Linked DNA regions of Bactrocera dorsalis: region 2 is linked to region 1. A link is a contact called in public Hi-C data. All regions are on one chromosome and are shown on one strand. Each heading gives the region's core, a stretch centred on a gene start, on an enhancer-like site or on the middle of the called end of the contact. The rest is flanking DNA. Distances are from core to core; before and after follow the strand shown. Region 1 has its middle 31 kb from the start of LOC105225972. Region 2 holds the start of LOC105225971 (homeotic protein Sex combs reduced).

Region 1 (3,630 bases), core at 406-2,905:
TACGCATTGGTTGGGGGGATGGTTGGTGGTGGGGTTTGCACTGTTAAGAGCACTCTATCAACTCTAGCCTCAGACTTCTTGACTATTGCAGTGTCTTCCAAGTCGAGGTTGCAGACTTTAAGGTAGCAGCAGACTTACTGCTCTGGCGTGCAGCTTCCTTAAGAGTCTCTTTGCCCTCAGTAATGCTAGCCATTACAGGCCATTGCCCTATTGGCGTCCATGCTGTAAGGTTAGGATTCATACCAAATGCCATCTGCAGAAGCTGTAGGGAAAAAGATGAGGGGGAAACATCTCAACACTGCCTTCTTGAGTGTCCTGCGTTTGGGAGGTCAAAACTCAAACACTTGTGAGCGCATATTTAAGTGGATGTTTTCCTTGAAAACCATATTTCTAAAAAAACTGTATAAGGTGGATAAGAACTTCTTTCAGTAAAGTCTACGAAGCTGCTGGCGAGTCACTACCTACATATGTCACTACCTGTGCCTTTGATTCCTTCAGACGGTTCAATTGTTGGCAGTACAGGCTCGTACTAAGAGTTTGGTCGTAAGAGAGCAGTCTCTAATAGCTGATTCCGAAACCCAGCAAACAGATACCAAAAGCTTTTTGACTATCAATTCTGGTTTTGCCACGAAAATTAATTATCTGCCCTTTTATTTAGCATATAACCCGTATGTCTACATAAATTCATTCATACAAATACATTTATCTAAGCCTGATCAATTGAGAATCTTCAACCTCCATATAAATACCTTAAAATTGAGCCTTTATTTGTGCAGATATCAATATACAAGTATGTATGAATAAGTTTCTTTGTGTGTATGTATGTATATAGGAACCAAACCAATACCACGAAAGATCTCGTGAACTCGTAACGGTAAAAAAGAGTTATTAAAAACTGCATAAAACAAATACAAATACTTACACAACAGGAAAAGTAAGCAACAACTACAAAAATATAAAAACAACAACAAACAAGCAAGCACACGAAATAACAATAACAGCAACAAAGCAACACGAAAACATATAAAATGTTCAAATCATCAAACAATAAACTCAAAATGGACTCCATCGTCGCCGATGTTGATGTTGTTGTTGCTGATATTATTGTTGCTGTTGTTGTTATTGCCGTTGCTGCAGTGTGTGTTTGCTACTACTACTACCACTACCACAACTGGCTGTTGTTGCTTACACATGAAAATGGAATTGTTTTTGTGCGTTTATTGCCTGTGGCTTTTGTTGTTGCTGTTTTTGTTGCTTAAATTTTATGCTCATTTTCAAGCACAAACGCACGCACATGCCCCTTCCAATTAAAAATTATGCCATTAAAGCAACAATATGCTTGCAAACAACAACAACAACAACAACAACAACCAACCAAAGCATGCGCAGCAGAACCTGCTCAATTGCCACAAAGCCTTGCTACGCTGCTATCTAAAAGACTCTTAACCCAGCAAGCCATAGGAATGCCGTGGCAATGGAACAGCGCTGAGACCTGCGCATTTCAAGCAGCAACAACAATTTGATTTTGTACGTTTTTTAGCCCAAAATGTTTGCCATCTTTCAAGTGTGGCCATGTCGCTTGCCACGTAGGCGTGGCCACGCTCACTCACTCAACTGACTCAACTCACTTGAGCCGCTCAGCCACTCAGGCGGCCAGCAGTCACTCAAGCTGTGCAGCAGTGTGTTTTGCGTCTGTTGCTGCGACTGCAGGCGGCTGCTTGCTTGTTTATGATTGTGTGGCCGGCGGTTGCGTAGACTCTTCTTGTTTGCTTGTTAGCTGTGCGCCCCGCTGTTACTCAATCCACTGCCGTGGTGGTGTGTGGTGAATTATTTTATGGCCTTCTGGTTACTCCAAACAGTTCATGGCTGCCGGCGATTTCCTTGGTAGTTATGGACTCGCTGCGGCTGTGTGGTCGGGGGTCTTTGGAGTGTTTCATTTTGAACTTATTGTCAGCACTTTTAATGCCACTTGTCTCTCTATGAAGTGGCAGGGGACATGGAATGTGTTGGACATGCATACATATGGACATAATAATTATAGTCATACAAGTTTTATAGATATTGGTAATGGATGAGTGTTTGGAGTGTGGGTAAGTAATGCTAAGGTACGTTGTTGGCCATTATTTTTGTTAGTGTGTGTATGAAATATTGTTGTTATAATCTTATAGATGCTGTTTTTTAATAAGGATTATTTCTTTTTTTTACTATTTTTTCAATATTACATCAAAATGTAAGTACAACAAATAAGGAAAGGCTGAATTCGGGTGTAACCGAACATTTTATAATCTTACGACTAGCAAAAATAGAAGTACTGCCAAGCCCATGGTCCAATTTTTGACCTGGCTCCCATAAAGCCCTCTAATACCATCTCGGGTGTACAGTTTTAGGTCTCTATCGTATTTAGTTATTGATTTCTCGCACTTTTAGTAGTTTTTAACAGTACCGTTATACATATGGGAAATGGACGGGGTTATCTTCCGATTTCAACCATTTTCACGCTGTTAGAAAAAGTTCTTATAACAATTGTCTTAAGAGAACTCGGCTATCCTAGACCACGGACAAATATGCAGTAAACCTTTTAGAGAGCGGGGCCACGCCCACTTTTTGAAAATTCCTTTCCATTGTTACTGCGATCTCTTGACTTCCATATCTAATTTTAGTGCTTAGTTATGGCACTTTATACGTTTACATTTAATGAAATTTTGTGGGCGTGGTCCGATTAAGTCCATCTACGAATTCTTCTTTATTTTTTTGCTAAGGAAAATATCTAGTTTCATCAGGATATCTTCATTTTTACTCAATTTATAGCTTGCACGGATGGACGGCCGGACGGATTTCAACTTTTATCGTCATCCTGATTATATATTATATATATATTTATATCTATCTCGCTTAGTTTCATGACCTCAACTTATTTCTTTAAAATAATAACTATTAAAAGCACACGTATCTGAACACTCGGATATCCTCAGACACTTTAATTTCATACCGGATCACTTGCATCATGGAGTCGCCAAACCGAACTCTAGCGACTCTTTCTCTGCCCATATACCGACAAGGAATTGTGGATTAGAAGAAGTCGTTGGAGGGAGGGGCAGTGAGTCTCTTTACGGATGGGTCCAAGCTTGAGGGAAAATTTGTGGAGGATTTATTATCAGGAGATCCTTATCAACTCCAGCTCCAGACTTCGTGACATTGTTTTCAAGCCGTGGTTGCAGCCATTAAGGTAGCAGTTGATCTATTGCTCCAGAATGCAGCCTCCTTCAGAGAAGTGACCATACACGCAGATAGCAGAGCGGCGATACTAGCCTTGAACTCCATAACTGTGCGCTCAGGGTTTGTCGAGAAGTGCCTAACCGCGCTATCAATAGCATCGAGTGTCTTTGTGATGACTGGTATGGCTGCCAGGCCACGGCGGAATCGCAGGAAATTGTAAAGCAAGGAAAGGCATCCTAAAATCGCTATCGATAGAATAGGAGCAGGTCGATGTTCCCGTATTCTCTTGTTTCTCTTTGCGGAAGCTTGGCCACTTGCGCTGTCGCGAAAGCCTTTTAGCCTAAGATCGATCACAAAAGATCTAGTGATCTCTGTTGTGGGGCTTTTAACAGATCATTGTCCATGCTGCAAGGT
Region 2 (3,630 bases), core at 650-3,149, 56 kb after region 1:
TGAGTTGAGATGAGATCAAATCAGATGAGGTGAGATGAGCTGAGCTGCTGGCGTCTAAAGCACTGTTTTATATTTAAACCCGGAAATATGGACTTCGGAAGCCCTTACTCAAACGCTGCAAAGGCCTCACTTAAAAAAATATTTGAGAACCTGGAAAAACACACTCAAACCATCTAAAGGTCTAAACCGCAGGCTTTCTGTATAGTATTGTAGCTATACGAACAATTTTGGGAACCCCAAGCTCTAAGGTCTCTAGACCAAGCATTAATGTCTTTAGTTGGACTCACCTCCCGTTAAAGCACTTAGACCCGCCGATGTAACCGGCGGCGGTTTCGACAATATCGTATCGATGCCGTGCGGATTAGCCGCACCTTGTGTATGTGTTGTTGTTGTGGTCGTCATGGAACCGGATATACCGCTGCCCACGACACCAGCGCGACCATCACCAATCAAGTGCTGCGTCTGCTGATTATTCGCATAGCCGTTCATCATGCTCGACGCACCGCCGCCAGTCTTCATTTCGGTCATTGAGTGTAGCGCCGCCAGCGGTGGCCCCAGAAAGCTCAATGGCAATTTATGTTCCAACATATTGTTATTGTTATTGTGATGCACACCCAACGAGTGCATACCGCTTATGTTGTTATTATTGTTATTATTATTGTTGTTGTGATGCGCTTGCAATGCATTGGCATATTTGGCGCGATTAGCGGAGAGATTCTCCGGACTGTAGTCCGGCGGTGGCGGACTCGACTCGCTATTATTGCCCGCCTCATCGCCAGCACTGCCGCTACGCTGACTCACCGGATACGATTTGGAGCTATCCACACCGGGGCTGGAGTTATTGTCATAGCGATTACGTTGATGCAGCGAGTTGGCGCAATTATCGGGCGATTCGGATTGCAGGCGGGACGATGAAGTGACGGAGGAGTGATCAGCACCGACGCCACCAACGCTACCCGCCGACAGTAAAGGCGGCGGTGTGGAGGAATCCTCAGCCGAACGCGTCGACTTTGTGCCGCTGGTCTCATGGCTGTGTGAGTGCAGTTGCTTTGACGGCGCTTTCAGCAGCATAAGTGGGCTGGCAAGATTATTATTGTTGGCGGCATAGGCGGCCGCAGCTGCCGCATTATGATAGTCAAGCAAATGATCGCGACTCGCTGCGGCAGCGGCCAAATTCTGATAGTCATGGTGCGCAGCTGCTGCAGCGGCAGCCGCTTCGGCGAAACCGTTCGTCAAGCCGGCGGCATTTGGTAGGTGATGATGCAAGGCGGCCGCGCCAGTTGGTGGACTGCGACTGGCCATGGACGCCATGGCCATGGCCGACGGCGAACTGCTTTGGCTCGTGGCAAAGCTGTGATGGCGCATATAGGGGTTTATGAGATCCATGTTGTCTGTGTTTGTTGTTGGTAGCTGCAATTGCTGTTGTTCACTGCCGTGGCCGCCACTACTGTACGTGGGCAGGCAGTAGTCGTGTGATGAGTTGCTTGTGCTCTCACTTGCGCCGGCAAAGCTGTTGAGACGTTGATAGAAAGCGGCCGCGCTGTTGGGAAATCCGGCGGCACCAGCGATCGCTGTGGCGGCTAAATTGAAAGCGGAGTGCTCGGAAAGCTGGAAATGCTTTTGCGGCAGCAGCGGGTGATGGCTGTGTTGTGTTGCGTCGTTGTGGTTGCCGTTGTAGGCATGTAGCGTGGGCGGTAGCGGCTGCACGGCGGTTATGTGTGCAACGGCGGTTGCGGCATGCGGACTCTCAGGGCCCGCGGGCGTCGTTGGCAAATAAGGGCTACCCAGTGTGGATGTTGGGCGCCAGTTGGTGAGGTGTATTTAATTTAGTACTTTTCTGGGACTTTTTTTGGGGTTTTTTTCGAGTTTCCGTAACACTTTGCACTTTTTCACTTTTCCAGTGGAAATTCACTTAATTATTTAAATTTTTTTTCAGTGTAAAATAAAAATAGACAACTTATTCAAAGCTAATACCACTTTTTGTAAGAAAGTAATATTTTTTAGAAAAACAATTTTGATTTTGAATATTTTTTCTTTAATTTAAAAAATTCACGACGGCTACTCAATATCTACTGAATTACTATATAGCCAGTTGAGCTCGCAGTCAGTTTGCTAGTTTCGACTAAATTTCTACAAACAATTTTGCTTTTCATTTATTTTTAAAATTTTTTCAAAATTTTTTTTTCAAACAGTTGAATTTTTAAAATTTTTTTTCTCAAAAAGTTAAAAATTTTTCCGCAATTTCACTTTACTTTTGCTTAAAAACCACTTAACACTTGACGTGCTTTCATTCGTTCGATAACGCCGTTATGCGCACTCAACCGACGTTGTGCGACTATTTCTTTTCCAATACAAGCGTTATTCAAAATCCGTTTTTTGATTTGATATTTTCAAATAATAATTATGATTTGAGCGATTTCCTTCAGACTGGCGTGCGCGTTACCATTTACCGTCCGTTTGATTAGGCCTAAGACTACAGAATGATTTCCAAATTGACTACCGTCGTTGTGTCGACTCTGCTTGTCCGTCCGCTGTAGCGGTGTTCGTGTTCGCAACGGCAGCTCACACGGCAAGCAATAACAAAGAGACCAATAAGCCAAAAAGTGCTCAGCAAGAAATTGGAATCCCAGCACAGCAGCAATGAAACAACAACAGCACTAACACTAACACACTCACACAGAGACGTTGAAGCGTTTTGTTTCCTCAAATCCGCTTTGCCTACACCTCCGTTTCCGCTCTGCTGCTTGCCAACCAACATTTCTGCTGCATTGACTCATAGTTCAGCGTATACTTGTTAGTGTTGTTGTTGTTATTAATGCTAACATTGTTGTTGTTGAGTGTGAGTGTGTAACAATTAAGTCCGAAATGTGTGAGCGCGAGTGAGAGCGCAACAAACTGCTTGACTCTTCGACATTATTGTTGTTGCTCTTGTTGTTATTGTTGTTGCTCTTATTGCTATAGTTGTTTTTCTTGTTATTGTTGTTACTCTCGTTGTTATCTTTGTTTCACTTGTTGTTATTGTTGTTGCTCTTCTTATTATTGTTGCTACTGTTTTTGTATTTGTTGCTGTTGAGTGCAGCTAATACAGTTTACCACTCATACACATCCTCTTGCTGCTGTTGTTGTTTTTGTTGCTGCTTTTATTGTTCATTTTACTCATGCTGAAGGGTTGTTCGTCGTTTATTACGACTTTGGCCGGTGGAGGCTTGCCGCACACTCGCTTTTCAATGTAGTTCGAGTAAGTAAATCAGTGGAGAAATCAGTGTTTGAAAATCACTATCAACAGCAACAGCAACAACAACAGTAACAATAAACAGCCAAGCAACGAGTTGGCTGGCTGGGTTGGAATTATATGGAATTGGCACAAAACGAATGGGAATTTTATTATGTACGTCATTAAAATACACTATTTCGGATTGGAGGAGCAAGCAGCCGAGCGGAATGTATGTATGACGGCCGGGCAGACGGATGTAAGGGGGGTTTATAAACGTATTATATGAATGTCGCGAACTGAAAGTGTTGGACAGTGTGTTTTCAATGTGAAAAAGTAGAGATTGTTGAAGTGAATATGAAAATTTTGCGGGAAAAGTTATCCCAAAAAGATCATTGGAGTTAACGAAACGTCATACA

Evidence for each region. A called contact is a pair of places that touch in the nucleus more often than the background predicts.
Region 2: a Hi-C map of whole body shows a contact between it and region 1, with 6 times the contacts expected there. The contact joins the promoter of LOC105225971 here to the enhancer-like site in region 1. A contact is called at or near these places in 2 of 2 Hi-C or Micro-C datasets (both in whole body).

The regions. Positions count from the first base shown.
Region 1 is chr5:66,681,821-66,685,450 of ASM2337382v1, forward strand. No RefSeq gene overlaps it. Among protein-coding and RNA genes, the nearest start is that of LOC105225972, 31 kb to the left of the region's middle. Within about 2 kb of position 1,656, the one cell type or tissue checked has open chromatin away from gene starts, as enhancers often do.
Region 2 is chr5:66,737,678-66,741,307 of ASM2337382v1, forward strand. LOC105225971 (homeotic protein Sex combs reduced) reads right to left here and starts at 1,900. Exons shown (of 4, transcript XM_049457455.1): 1 at 288-1,900. The coding sequence starts at 1,386.